3 separate regions of the Sus scrofa genome follow, and regions 2 and 3 are each linked to region 1. The links are chromatin contacts, called in public HiChIP or PLAC-seq maps. All regions are on one chromosome and are shown on one strand. Each heading gives the region's core, a stretch centred on a gene start, on an enhancer-like site or on the middle of the called end of the contact. The rest is flanking DNA. Distances are from core to core; before and after follow the strand shown.

Region 1 (4,820 bases), core at 827-3,326:
GAATTAGAGTGAAATGAGTATGGAGCCGTGTCCCAGCAGCCCAGACAACACTGCTGCAGACACAGGTCACTCCTAGTGAGGGTCAAAGGATTCAGCCTACACTCTTACAGGTACCACCTTACTCCAGGGTCTCTGTCTTTCAGATAAGTAACCCAAGAGGACCCCTGCCTCCTCTTCTCAACCTTCAAGCACTACCAAATTACTCCAGGGGAAGTTCACATTCTTTAGCCTTCCTCAATCTTCTCATTCTGGCCCCACCTTTTCTTTGATTCCTTAACATATGCACTCCGCTGATGACAAGGATCTATACAAACTGAGTAAAGTGTTTCTCTTGCTTCATGTTCTTGTAGTAGCAGGCGGCCAACTTCCAGCCTCCAGGCCATACCCCTTCCACACAGGAAATAAAACACCTCCCATGTGGGAGGCTCTCCACGTTACCCAAAGCCCAGGCTGGAAACCGAAACTGAGAGCCTCCAAACAAAGGAATGGACAAATGAACAAAATCAGCTTGGTGTGAGACTGGGATCCATGGAAAACACAAACCTCCTATTCCTCCCTGATGCACAGGGATGCAATGTTCGGAGAAGTACAATTCTGACTGTGAATGCAAAGGGAAGAGTAGAAGAACATAGCCTGGTATCACTGATCTGTTGGCTCATTGCTCAATAAATGCTTATCTTAGCCCTGAATTAGATACTGAGGATACAAGGATAAAAACACAGCACTCTCAGAGTTGACAGCCAGTGAAAAGAAAGACAGTGGAAACAAACAATGACCACACAGTGAAGAAAAGTATGACCAGCAGGAAAAGAAGGAAACAAGAACTGGGACCTGCCAGAACACAGAGAGAACCCAGCAAAAGAACAGAAGTGTGCCCAAACAAACAGGAGGAAAAGCACTAGCAAAGGCATGGAAGCATGAGCGAGCGTGCCATGTTCACACAGATGTTCTTTATCACGTCTTTTGAGAAGGAATGGGAAAGAGCCCATGCTACACTTGGTATTACTAAACCCTTTCACTGTTTACTCCATCGATAAAGACGACATCGGAACACTGATTTTAATATATGTATGTTTATAAAGTTTACATACTACTGTTTCTATCTATTATGTACACTATAAAATTTTTTTATATTAATAAGCAACAATTACTTGGAGACACAACTGACTCTAGCCTGGGGCACATGGTTCTGAAAGGGCAAGGAAGCACTTAACGAATAACAGGTTTCGTCAAAAGGACTTAAGACCCAACCTGAAGAAGTTGACAAATTATTAGGGATAATTCTAGCATTAAAAAAAAAAGCTGTAAACAATGATAACACACAACCCAATGTGTTAATTAAAAAGAAAAATGTGTCTGTGATATGAAGGAATGTGTGATGCGTCTAGAAAGAGCATGGAAGCCTGGCCCCTTCCCACACACCATGCGCTATGCATACTGACAACCTAGCAAGTAAACTGTTTTCCTGAGTTCTGTGAGCCGCTCTAATAAATTAATCCAATCCAGGATAGAGTCATGGAAATCTCTGATTTATAATAGATCATTCAGATGCACAGGTGACAATGTGGACTTGTGACTGATGCATGGGAAGGGACAGTCTTGTGGGAATGAGCCCTTAACCCTGGACTCTGATGCTATCTCCAAGAAGTGTCAGACTTCACTTAAACTGCAGGACACCAAGCTAGTATCAGAGAATTGTTAGCACGGTAACCAGAAGCATCAGCAGTAGTTTGGAAATAGAATGAGAGCAAAGGAGACAGAGAAGTGAGTTTTTCCTTAGATGAAGCTACATTCTTCATGAAAGCATTTTATTAAGAAGCACCTTCAAAGAGCCTCTGGTTGTGGTAAAGGTGAACAGGAGCAGAATACGTCAATTCAAGTTAAAAAAAAAAAAAAAAGAAATAAAACCACATCCTTAAGATGATTAGTTAAGACCAATGAGTACCAGAAATGGCTCTGTAGCTCTCTCGCTTGCTGGAAAGAAAGGACCTGCAGAATATCTTGGGCTATGTGCTGAGCTGGCTGATCAACTGGCTCTTCATGTGTTAAACACTCTTGTCAGCAGAGGGAGCAGAGGAGGTTTCTGAGCTTTTCCACAGTGGGCCAGAAAGGAAACTAACCATGACACCCATGTTCGCCGACTGAAGTCCTATAGCATACCACAGTCAGAGATATGTCATGTAGCATTCACTCTCAAAATCAAGGTTTGATATAGGTCACCAACACATTTAAACCCATGCCACTTTCTTTAAAATTTCAATGGGATAGTCCTATAATTAAGGACAACTTACAGAATAAACTAGGGCACTTCTTCCTCAATACAGATAAAGAGCAGGCACAACATTTTTGTTTGAATAGAAATGAAACAAAAACAAAAAACCAAACATAGCACTATGAGATGGAAGCACAAATTATGTATTAAACTACACATGCTTGAAAGCTACAGGTGTAAGATGCTAGACTTGGAAGGTTTCTGCACATGTATGATGTCACTAAAGACAGGAAGGAAGAAAACTCAGAAATGGGATCTGATACACAGAGAGCAAGAGAAAGCCTAGTGGCACAAAATTTATTTTAAACTACATTAACTTACTCATGAGTACAAAAGTAATAAAATGGTCACTATGCTGGAGAGAAGAAATTGAGTCAACACTATAAATCAACTGTACCCTAGTAAATTTTTAATTAAAGTTTTTTTTTAATTTCAAAAAAAAGAGGAAAATGGTTAATGCATACAGACGCAGCTATTTACCACTTCCAACCAACTCCTTTCATAGCAATTGTCAAGAGTATGACACTTGGGCCACTGAAAGCAGACACCCAGTGGAAAGGGACACTTACTTTTCGGCAAATCCCCAGTGCTGGAGGCTGAAACCGTCCTACTTCTGTCATGGGATGGGCTGCTTTCCTCCTGCTCGGTGAGTGGAGATCCCTCAGAAAGTGCAGAGCCACAAGCCACAGGTTCTAAAGGCCCAGAGAACAATGACGTGGAAAACTCTGGAAACTGTGACTCAGGAATTTTATGTCGTCCATTTGGCAATTCACCATTGAATTGTTCGTAGGAGCTGCTATATGTGTAATCACTCTCTGCGTTTGGCTCATCAAGGTTATATTCCTCAGGATTCGGGCAATCTTCCTCCTCTTCATCTTCATCATCCAGTTGTTGTTCGAGTAAAAATGGGCCATTCTCAATATGACCATTGGTTTTGGGTGATTCTATCCAAGTAGGGTCGATGTTTGCGAGTTCCTGTTCCACATCATCTTCATCCTTCTCTGTGTTTTCTTTCTCAGTGTCCTCTTTCTCTTCCTGGTCCTCAGCTTCACCTTAAAAAGTTAAAGGGTAAGAATCAGAACATGTCACTCTCCTAAACAGAGTGCACTCAGCACTTATCTCCTCCAGCAAGAGACACATCTGAATGTGCCAACTTCAGGTCCTACAGAGCAAACACCTCCTGGCTCTCAGGGAAAATCTTTAGGTTTTCTAAATCTTATTTTTTATTTATTAAATACCTGGCCTACACTTATGAGAAAAAGTCAGCAGCTCTTAGGCAAAATAAGTATATAAACAGAACTGTATTTTTATCTTCTTCAGAAAAGGTCTCAGAGTGCATTATTGTTAAAACTTAATTACAAGATGAAGAACAATCACTAGCATGATAAAGACATAAGTGATGTTCCTCAGAGGGTTTCCAGCTGGGTTATTATTTGTTTGTTTGTTTGTTTTGCTTTTTAAGGCCTCACCCGTGGCATATGGAGGTTCCCAGGCCAGGTATAATCGGAGCTACAGCTGCCGGCCTACACCACAGCCACAGCAATGCCAGATCAGAGCCGAGTCTGCAACCTACACCACAGCTCACGGCAACACCGGATCCTTAACCCACTGAGAGAGAGGCCAGGGATCGAATCCGCATCCTCATGGATCCTAGTCGAGTTTGTTAACTGCTAAGCCACGGAGGGAACTCCACCTTGCTGTTTTTTAAAAAAATATTTAGAAATATTAACATATTCCTTGTATACATTTTACAAATCAAATACCAGCCAGTTCTCCCACGTCCTCCAATCAGGAGGTGAAGAGGGTTGTCCTCATGTCTGAAGCAGCAGCAGTGGCACTAAGTCACCCTATGTGTGACCTGGGGGGTCCCTGCTATTAGAGTTCCAGATTGCACTGACCGTTGTTATTCGAAGTCTCTCCCTCTGCTGCCTCCTCTATTTCTGCTGTTTTTAGTTTCACCTCTGGGTGATATTCATCATCTTGCTCATTGGAAGGTACAGAAGATGTGACGTTTTCTTCTATTATTTTCCTTTCAGCTTCTCGTTCCAATTCTTCTATTTCCTGCAGGCGCTTTTCCAATAACTCAGCCTGCCTTTTCTGCTTCTTTTTCAGCTTTTTCTTTTTGTTTTTAGATATTTTTCCTATCTACAACATGTTAAGAAAATACCACCGGTCAGTTTGCTTCTTTTTAAGGCACTATTCAATAGTGTAATTGTTGGAAGCATGACAAATACCAACACAGTCTGTTTTTTTCTCAGGCTGTATTCAATTAAAATCACATGCCCAGACGTGAGACCCACGGCATGTTTAGGGTTACCACAAAACCAGAAAAAAAGAAACAGTAAATCAAGTCACAGGACCACTACCTGCTCCTGTCCTTGGAGGGATACAGCTTAAACCCAACAAGTCTTTTTAAACTCAAGAAGAACTAAATATGCCCAGATACTCTTGCCTTTGAACAAGAAGCACTTCTTGCAAGTTTTACTTGCTCTGCCTGTCCACAAAGTAACAACATCGCCTCTCCCAACTTCCTCAACTGTCTGCCAAA
Region 2 (4,820 bases), core at 929-3,428, 170 kb before region 1:
CCTCAAGCGTATGAGTCGGATTTCTTTCCACTGAGCCACAAGAGACGCTCCACCCTACTCTTTCTGATGTGTGGTGCTTAGTAAATGTTTGTTGAAAGAATGAATAAGTCCATCACGGCTAAGAGCTCTGCCAATAATCATTTCCCACAGAGATGGTTGTATTATAATGGCAGGTTCTTTAAAAACCAAGACAACTTTAAGAGCCAAAGGATCGACCACTCTATTGTGGGTGTACCCAACATGACCTTAGCAAAAAGGAGCCTTTTCCGTCCTTCTCAGATGATACCAAGTGGGCAACAGCCTACTGCCAAGGCTTACCACAGCCTCCCTGTGGAAGGTTTCAGATGGGCTGGATGGGGGCTCTTGCAGGGCACTTTTCCAGCTGTATTCCCTGGCAGAGTTCTCTGTGACAAGGCTGACTTTTCTCACCCACCTTCAATAGCAAGGCCTGGGTTATCTGGGCCACACTTTCCACATCTTCCGAAGGGCCCCCACCTCCTGATTAATTGTCACGGGGCTTTTCCACGGCTCCTCTTTCTGAATGTTAGTGAACAATATCATTTCTCAGCTGGGTGGAGTCTAGAGTGAGGTGACTGAGGCACTTGCCTCAGGGGTAAAATTGAAGGGGGGGGGCACCAAAAAGTTAGTAATTAAGATCAACAGTATTTTAATGTAAAGAATCAAAACAAATGCAAAAGAATCCATGAAGAACAAAAAATGTAAAGATGACGTTAAATATTATTTATCTGAATTACTGTGGTTTTGGGCGCCCCTTTAAACTGCATGCTGAGAGGAAAGTGCCTCACTCAGTCCGCACCAGTTTCAGTCTATCAAGAGTGGCCTGTGCTAACCTCAGCTCCATCTCTAACTGCTGCTGGCTTTAGCACAGACTTTAACCCACCCGAACGAGATGGGTAGGATGGGGATTGGCCTGGGGCCCTTTTACCTCTTTCAGAAAGCCATGCAAACAAATAGGCGGGGGGCCAAGTCTATTGTTCCAAAGTTTCCACCGGCTGCTAATGGCTCTTGGGTTCTGTGGTCTGGTGATCAGAGGGGTAAAGGTTTCTGAACAACTCAAGGCCTTTGATATGGTTGCCAACGCCCGCATTTTTTCATTCTGGGAACAATGCCACTGAGGGCCACAGCTGCCCTCCCCCACCTAAGTGAGGAAGTGTCTGCTGGTCATGGGTGGAGGCAGGTCCTGTGAGGGCAAGGGTCAGAAGGACAGAGGAGCCTTTCTTGCCCTGGCTGCCGGGTCTTTTCCCTCTGGTACCCACCGACCACTCCACCCTTTTTGCACTTTCAAAACCTGTACTTGTCTTATTCCTCTGTCCCCCTTGGCCAAAGAAAACACACGTCTCTGATCCGCCCCTTGGAGAAGCTGTCCCCCGGACTTCACAGTGTTTCAAGATTTCCTTTACGTGGGTTCAGAACCTGGCCCTGGCTCTGTCCTGAAGTCCTGACCCCACCGACGTTTCTTTTTTTCAGAAAATGCATGAGGGAGTGAGCTGTCTTGTTATGGAAGCAGAGGGCCACAACCTCAAGGTCCCCTAATGATGCCGTCTGAGGAACTGGGGCATCACATTCATCCACCAAATCCTTTTAGGGGAGGCACTTTGTGGGGATGCCCCCCCCAGGAGAGGAGGTATCTGGGCTAATTTGACTACTGTTTTGGAGGAACGCAGGTGAACCCAGAGGTAGTTTCCACTACGCAAAATGTTTTTTCCACTTCCTGTTCTTTGCTATTTTGCTTTCTTCCGGTGTTAAACCACAGAGTTTCAGAATCAGATGAAACTTAGCGTGAAGGCCGGCCACATGGTCTCCAGCCCCCAGAACCTGGTGACTCAACTAGATTTCATGAGGCCAATCAAAGGACAGGCTTTTGCAATGACAGGACTCCCTGTCCTGAATGAGGCTCTGAGAGTAAGTTTGGATTTCTTGAGAATTTTCTTCTGAAGGCTGACCTGACGGATATTGCATTTCTTCTGGGAAAGGGTCAGAGGATTTTCGCTTCAGCCCCTGCAACTCCCTGGAATGACTCGGGGGGTTTCTTTCACCAACATCTGGCCTCACAATCATCACTGTGAGGAAGGAAGGAAACGCAGCAGAGTTGCTGGACCTGGGAGAGCCCCTTCAACGACAGCAGATCACACTCTTGGAACCGGAAGTGTGGGCGTGTGTTATGTTGCTGCGCAACCAAAGGCAACGAAGCAGCAAACCTCAGAAGGCAGAGCCCACTACCGAGGGGGAGTTTCGAGCATGTCGGGTCCCCCAGAGGCTGGGCCTAGCTCAATCAAGGGAAAAGTCAGCATCCAAAAGTCCTTAATGACGCAGAGGAAGCCAGGGGAAAAAGTCACTGGCAAGTCATCACTGACTCACAGAACGTCTGAGAAGAAATGAGCTGCGACCCGCAGCCACGCGAACCCCTCGCTTTCCCGATAAAAAGGAACCGGAAGCCGGAAAGTAATGGATCGGGGCCCTACTGCCAGGTCAGAGCCAGAACCACCGCCCTCCCGGCCTCCGCTTCGTTCTGCATTAACAGTTTGCAAACTCTCTGTCACGTGCTTTAGTTTCATCTGATCCTGAACTGAGAGCAAATATTTGTCTTTCAAGGGAGAGGCCAAAGGAGGACTGCTTCCTTTCCTCCTCGGAGAGGAGAAGAATACTTTTCTAATGCAAGTCTTATTAGGATTAAACGAGTTAATCGTTTTTGGGGATTCAAGAGAATATAATAAAGGCCATCCCTCCTCTCTTACAAAGCTCTGGGTAATTACGGAATGGTCATGAAGAAATCAAACAAACGGCATGAAAATGTCAGCTTTATCACTGATAGCTCTTATATTGGAGTCAGTGGTTCTATATGTGTGGGTAAGTGAACTCCAGGATTATATCCAGACGGGCTACCCCCCAGGCTGAGATGGGGTGGGGGCTCCCAGTTATGGATTGTCCCTGTAAACCACTGCATCATGGGAGGACAGTGCCAGGAGCAGCTCTGGAGGAGGCTTGCTGCCAAGAGAAAGAAGAGAGAAGCTGAGCTGTGTATTTGGGGTTCCTACCCCCATACTCACCACTGAGAAGCTGCTTCCCCCAACCTGTCCCAGCCTCTTGCCCCTTCTGCCTCCTAGGGAGGAGTGAGTCAAGGAAAAAGGAGAGGTCAGGAGTTTCCGTCGTGGCTCAGAGGTTAACGAACACGACTAGGAACCATGAGGTTGCGGGTTCGATCCCTGGCCTTGCTCAGTGGGTTAACGATCCAGCATTGCCGTGAGCTGTGGTGTAGGTTACAGACGCGGCTCGGATCCGAGTTTCTGTGGCTGTGGCATAGCCCGGTGGCTACAGCTCTGATTCTACCCCTAGCCTGGGAACCTCCATATACTGAGAAAGTGGCCCAGGAAAATGGCAAAAGAACAAAAAAAAAAAAAAAAAAAAAAAAAAAGGAGAGGTCAGGAATCTTAGGCCAGGGGAGTTTCCGTCATGGCACAGACTCCAACTAGGAACCATGAGGTTGCGGGTTCGATCCCTGGCCTTGCTCAGCGGGTTAAGGATCCGGCGTTGCCGTGAGCTGTGGGGTAGGTCGCAGATGTGGCTGGGATCTGGCATTGCTGTGGCTTTGGCGTAGGCCAGCAGCTGTAGCTCTGATTCGACCCCTAGCCTATGCCACGAGTGCGGCCCTAAAAAGCCAAACAAATAAGAAAAAAAGTAAAGAAAGAAAGAAATCTTATGCCAGAAGAGCTTCCTTTGTGTGGAAGGAAACATCAGGGGTAAGGAAGAATTTTTTTTTCCCACCCTAATAAAGTGTAAACACTTAGTTCTTGGTACAATAATAAGTGCTTAATAAAAGTTATCTGCTGCTGGAGTTCCTGCCGTGGCTCAGTGGTTAACGAACCCGACTAGGAACCATGAAGTTGTGGGTTCAATCCCTGGCCTTGCCCAGTGGGTTAAGGATCCGGCATTGCTGTGAGCTGTGGTGTAGGTTGCAGACGCAGCTCAGATCCCGAGTCGATGTGGCTCTGGCGTAGGCCAGCGGCTACATCTCTGATTAGACCCCCAGGCTAGGAACCTCCATGTGCTGTGGGAGCGGCCCTAGAAAAGACAAAAAGACAAACAAACAAACAAAAAAGTTATCTGTTACTATTATTATTCTGGCCGTGGCCTATTACTCCTATCAGAGACTGCCTGGCCTTCAACGATGGGACTTCTCTAATTGTGTCTGCCCTTAGATGTGTGACCCCCAGCATCTTACTTAACATCCCTAAACCTCAATGTCCTCCTCTATAATAATAATAGTACCTGCCCTATACCTGGAGGGACCACATGATGTAAGTGGAGAGGACTTAGCATGACGCCTAGAGCATAGTAAATATTCAGTAAATGGTGATTGTTACTGTTATAAAAAGAACTTGGGGGTCCAGAGAAAAATAAACAGAAAGTTAAGGCAGACATTATTGGAGTTCCCAGGTTAAGGTTCCTGCATTGTCTCTGTGGTGTTTTGGGTTCCATCCCCTGCCCTGGTGCAGTGGATTAAAGATCCAGCTATAGCGTAGGTTGCAGCTGCAGCTTGGATTGGATCCCTGGCTCAGGAACCTCCATATGCTGTGGGTAAAGCCAAAAAAAAAAAAAAAAAAAAAAAAAAAAAGGCAGACATGATTGATTTAGAAGAGGCATGTAAGGGAGAGCCTGGCCAGTATCTGTTAGAATTAGAGTAGTTGCTTCCATTGGATCTATAATCTGGACACCTGAGAGTGAAACCCTTTGGGTCTTTCTCCCTCACTTTCCATACAAGGAGGAGAAACTCTCAGTTTGGTGTTCACCTTGGGAAGATG
Region 3 (4,820 bases), core at 1,714-4,213, 150 kb before region 1:
CTTCTGCTCCTTGCAAATCACTATGTGCTTTTGGCCTCCACTTTGTTTGAACTTACTGAGCTTTCTTGTTTGTGCTGTCTGTGAGCCAAGTGTCTGTATAAGGCCCACTCAGCTTCAGTTGTGTGGCATTGGATTTCATCTACACCTCAATTTTGAAACAAGCTCACTAAGGGAATTAGTTCTGTCTCCTAATGAAATTAGTAACAGCAGCAACACCCTTTCTTTTTACTTATTCTAAGCGGAAATGCTTCAAAGCCTCTGGTTTGAAAAATAGGAAAAGCTGGCTCATATCTTTAGAGATTAACATCCTCTCAGTGCAGATTATAGACTTTTTTTTTTTTTTTAAACTAAGCTCATGGTCATCATTTAATGATTTAAAAACTGCAAGATTATCATATTTCTTATAGCATATCTGAAATATCTTCCAACTCCCTCTGAAACAAAAACCTCAACTTAGTTACAGCATCTGAGAAGATGGTACCAAGGGACAAATGAGTAAAGATTGTTTTTTTTGTGGATTTCATCAAAGCCTTCTTTAAAAATATTGTGCTATTAAGCTATTTTTGGACTGATAATTATGTGGGCCTAAAGTTTTATATAAATAAGTAATCAGAATTTATATTTTCATTCAGTACATAGATTTTATTACCTATTAATGGAATACAAAATGTTCCCGATAGTTATTTTGATTTCAAGTTAGCTGCTTATCTTTACGATCCTTATTAGATTTAACTGGCCTAAAACCAGCTAGAAAATATTCCATTTTAACTCTAACTTATTGGTTTCACATTCGCTGAAGCAGAAGCTATTTTAGAGACCTATTCTGTTTGTAAATAATGTCTTGGTCTCAACATTTTTATAGTCCTACCTTTAGACTTTGTCATTATAGAGATCCCCTATTGGTCCTGTTAGAAATAATTTTGGATAGGAAGTAAATATTGGTAGATTTATTCTTAACTATTGAGTTTTATTTGCAGATTATTAAAAGTGAGTGAGAAAGAAATGGGTTTTTTTTTAAAAATTGAATGGAGTAAATGCAAATTGTTTCCTTGGGTTGTCATAAAAACATTTTTATGTTTAAAATAGCATTTCCAGGAGTTCCTGTTGTGGCTCAGTGGTAATGAACCCAACTAGTATCCATGAGGATGCAGGATTGATAGGATCCAATTGATGCCTTGCTCAGTGGATTAAGGATCCAGTGTTGCTGTGGCTGTGGGTAGGCTGGCAGCTGCAGCTCTGATTTGATCCCTAGCCTGGGAATTTCCTTATGTTGCAAGTATGACCCTTAAAAAGTAAAAAATAAAATAGCATTTCCAGACCAGTGATGAGAGTTGTGTTACAAACCAGTGGGGATCACTGTTTTTATTCCATGCTCCAATTTTATTTTAAAAAATAGCATATACTCCTATTGTCTATTTAAAAAAATAGCATATACTCCTATTGTAAATGAGAGAATCCTAAATTGTGTGCATTGCATATGTATACAGCAGTCAAGTAGTATTTGGGGCACAACACATCTGAGAATCTATTTTAAAAAATAGCATATACTCCTATTGTAAATGAGAGAATCCTAAATTGTGTGCATTGCATATGTATACAGCAGTCAAGTAGTATTTGGGGCACAACACATCTGAGAATCTTTTAAGATGTGGAATTACAGTAAACATGCTGGAGAGGGAAAGGGAATGAGAAAAGTGAACTAAAAAAACCTGACTCATTTTTGTCTTGTTAAGTGTCAATAAAAGGGTAAAAAGAGGGTTTTTTGTTGGTTTTTTTTTTGTTGTTTGGTTTTTTTTGTTTGTTTGTTTGTTTGTTTTTTTTGTTTTTTTTTTTTGCTTTTTAGGGCCGCAATCATGGCATATGGAGGTTCCCAGGCTAGGGTTCAAATCGGAGCTACAGCACTGGCCTACACCACAGCCACACAGGATCTCAGCTGTGTCTGCGTCCTACGCCACAGCTCACAGCAATGCTGGATCCTTAACCCACTGAGCGAGGCTAGGGATCAAACCTGCAACCTCATGGTTCCTAGTCAGATTCGGTTCCACTGTGCCACGTCGTGAACTTGAAGAGGTTTCTATTACAGACAACTAAAAAGGACCGATTAAAGGATGGAAAACTGTTCCTTGCATAGTCAAATGCTAGGCAGGGAAAAGTAATGTCACCAGAAATTACTTTCACAAGTTTCAGTAGAGGATTGCAGAACAATAAAGCTTTGTTAATCCCATACTGGCTTATTCATATAGTGTGTAATTCCAAGCAATTGCTGCTCCCCAGGCAGGAATTTACAATTGCTACATTTGAAGGGAGGATAATGTGTCATTCCAAGGGGAAGTCAGGTCTGGAAAAGGCCTCTCAGCTGAAGAACCTCATATGTCCCCAAACAGCTCCAAGGCAGGCCAAGTAAAACAAACTGACTGTGAACCACCCTGTGAAGTCAGTCGGCCTCAAACTGAGCTCTATTTCCCTTGCTTCTCTCTTGCCTTTTTGGCGGCTGGCAAAACGTCCCCAGAGCAAGGAGCAAAGAGGTGGGGAGGGTGGGGACAGGCAGAGAAACTCCCGTCCTGGATAAGCCCTCACATGGAAAGTGACTCCTTGTCCCCTGGCAGGGGCATGCAGGTTTGTTCAGGAGAATTCCATCATCCATGTATGGGCTGTATGTATGTTTAACTGGTAGGATCATGAGTACAGAGCACCCTGCCTTGGCATAAAAAACACTGGACAAGAGTCAGATATGAGTCAACTGCAAGAGGAGGCTTGAATCATAGTTTGAACAATTTTGGTCAACAATCCTTCAGAGAACAATCCTCCAGTTTTATGGTGTCATTTTTGTGGAATTAAATGTGAACAGCTTAAAATTCCATGACTTTTAAAAAGTCAAGCTTGGATTCCATGTTTCCAGGCACACCACACTATGTCAGTACCCCCACCACCATATGGTGAGGCCATGCCGAGCAACCAGTTCCTGTGAGGGAGCTAATTAGGTAAATAAATAGGCAGTGCCTGTAAGAATCCTCCCTGAACGATGTGGGCTGTTTTTGACCTGAGAGCTGCCTGTTAGGCATCTCAGCCGACATGGAGTCAAACAATTTTTCCATGGTCTGGGATTCTGAGCTGTCGTTACGTGTTGCAGCATGCACTTGGCATTCAAGTGTTATGTTGGCAGAGTCATGGATGGCTTGCTATATATCTGTATGCTTCCCATCAGTTCAGCCCCTGTGTGTTCTGTCCAACAGCTGGGACAGAAGTGAACTGTGTCACTTTCAGGCTGTGCAAAGGAGAGCATGTGTGTGCTTCCTCTACTGTCAGGTTGGTGGAAGCCTGATGTCCAAGCCTCTGTCAACCAGGACTGTTGAGCAGGATTCCCTTGTCTGTACTTCCCATTCCACCACCAGCCTGCATCAGTCACATGATGAAAGAATCGACTTTCATGGTACTGAGCCAAGATTCTAGACTTGTTACTGCAGCATAGTCTAGGTGAAAGAGCTGCTTTTCTAGACCTTTCTGTAAAAAGGGAAAATCCATCTGGAGAAAGGACAAGCAACCCCAGATGTGCCATCCTTGAGCCAGCCATGGAGGCTCTGCCCTTTGCCTTTGCATCACATGCCTCCAAAGTTATTTTTCTCTGTGTGTTGCCACTGTGCCTACAGGGGGTGGTGGAGGAGGAAGTGAGGAAGAGCCCTGATCAGTTGGGGGTTGATGTGGGGACAGTTCCCTTCTGATGGTTTCTCTTCTGATTCACCAACCTCCTCTAGGGACTTTAGCCTTGCTAAACATACGGTACCAATCAGTGAAATTATTCATTGCGGTTTTCATTTGAGTGAGCCAGTTTCCGCTCCTAAGAAGGGTCCTAACAAAACAGGAAGTTTTTCTTGGATCTAGAAATGGAACTCTGCCTTTTGACATGAGTTTTTACCAACTTCTGCAAATCTCCATTTTCCTACTTCCCTGTCAAGAGGGTGGGGCAAGGAGAAGACATGAAAGCAGAAAATGCTGATTTGTGGAGTAGTAGAGTTAGGACTGTTTGGGTTTGCAGTGGGGAGGGGAAGAGGAAAAATGGCAGCCTGACCAGGCCAGGCACCTCCTCCCACCTGACCACTTTCATCTCCTGCCTCTTCCCACACTTGGGCCTTGGGTAAGAGTTAATGAAGAGAGGGGTGAAGGGCCAAGGAACATTATGATAGTTGGTAGTCACCCCTTAATAGTAACCCTTGGCATGTGTCCCAGCTGACCTTCTTCAAAACATGTATTTATGCCTCACCTGTTGGATTCCGCTCTACAGGGTAGGGAACATGCCTCAACACCCACAGCGTAGAGGGCCCCCAAGTTGCTTCCAGGAACACAGGAAGGACTACTTGTTTTTCATAACTACCTTTATAATGGGGACTGAGGAATCAAATATCATTTCTATTTTGTGTACACAAAAATGGAAACATTAAGAATTTGTCACTTGCTCAGAGTCACACAGGGGTCAATTAAGAGGTGGAAGTAAAATTCAGGTCTCCAAATTTCTATTTTCTTTCAAATGTTTAAAAGTCATCTTGGAGTTCCCATTGTGGCCTAGCTGGTTAAGAACCCAGCATAGTGTCTGTGAGGATACAGGTTCTATCCCTGGCTTTGCTAAGTGGGTTAAGGATATGTTGTTATTACAAGGTGAAGCATAGGTTATAGATGTGGTTTGGATCCAGTGTGGCTGTGGCATAGGCTGCAGCTGATTCAACCCTTGGCCTAGGAACTTCCCTATGTCACAGGTGTGGCTGTAAAAAAAAAAAAGAAAAAAGAAAAGAAAAAGAAAATTACAGATGAAAGCCCCCCCCCCTCCA

The links. HiChIP or PLAC-seq counts read pairs in DNA pulled down with a chosen protein or histone mark.
Region 2: a contact with region 1 is called in an H3K27ac HiChIP or PLAC-seq map of alveolar macrophages. The contact joins two enhancer-like sites. A contact is called at or near these places in 1 of 47 Hi-C or Micro-C datasets (skeletal muscle) and 1 of 2 datasets of contacts at active chromatin or transcription factors (alveolar macrophages).
Region 3: an H3K27ac HiChIP or PLAC-seq map of alveolar macrophages shows a contact between it and region 1. The contact joins two enhancer-like sites. A contact is called at or near these places in 2 of 2 datasets of contacts at active chromatin or transcription factors (alveolar macrophages and skeletal muscle).

What each region holds. Positions count from the first base shown.
Region 1 is chr9:105,033,100-105,037,919 of Sscrofa11.1, forward strand. It overlaps SRPK2 (SRSF protein kinase 2), which reads right to left. Exons shown (of 16, transcript XM_021102580.1): 10 at 4,171-4,417; 11 at 2,842-3,324. Among named protein-coding and RNA genes, the nearest start is that of TRNAD-GUC, 120 kb to the left of the region's middle. Within about 2 kb of position 2,077, at least 11 of the 83 cell types and tissues checked have an H3K27ac peak or open chromatin away from gene starts, as enhancers often do. A contact at or near this core is called in alveolar macrophages, where this site is marked.
Region 2 is chr9:104,859,848-104,864,667 of Sscrofa11.1, forward strand. It overlaps LOC110262248 (a long non-coding RNA gene), which reads left to right. Exons shown (of 2, transcript XR_002347081.1): 2 at 1,489-2,755. Among named protein-coding and RNA genes, the nearest start is that of KMT2E, 14 kb to the right of the region's middle. Within about 2 kb of position 2,179, at least 60 of the 83 cell types and tissues checked have an H3K27ac peak or open chromatin away from gene starts, as enhancers often do. A contact at or near this core is called in alveolar macrophages, where this site is marked.
Region 3 is chr9:104,878,053-104,882,872 of Sscrofa11.1, forward strand. The region is part of intron 1 of KMT2E (histone-lysine N-methyltransferase 2E); the gene reads left to right. Among named protein-coding and RNA genes, the nearest start is that of KMT2E, 4.2 kb to the left of the region's middle. Within about 2 kb of position 2,964, at least 47 of the 83 cell types and tissues checked have an H3K27ac peak or open chromatin away from gene starts, as enhancers often do. A contact at or near this core is called in alveolar macrophages, where this site is marked.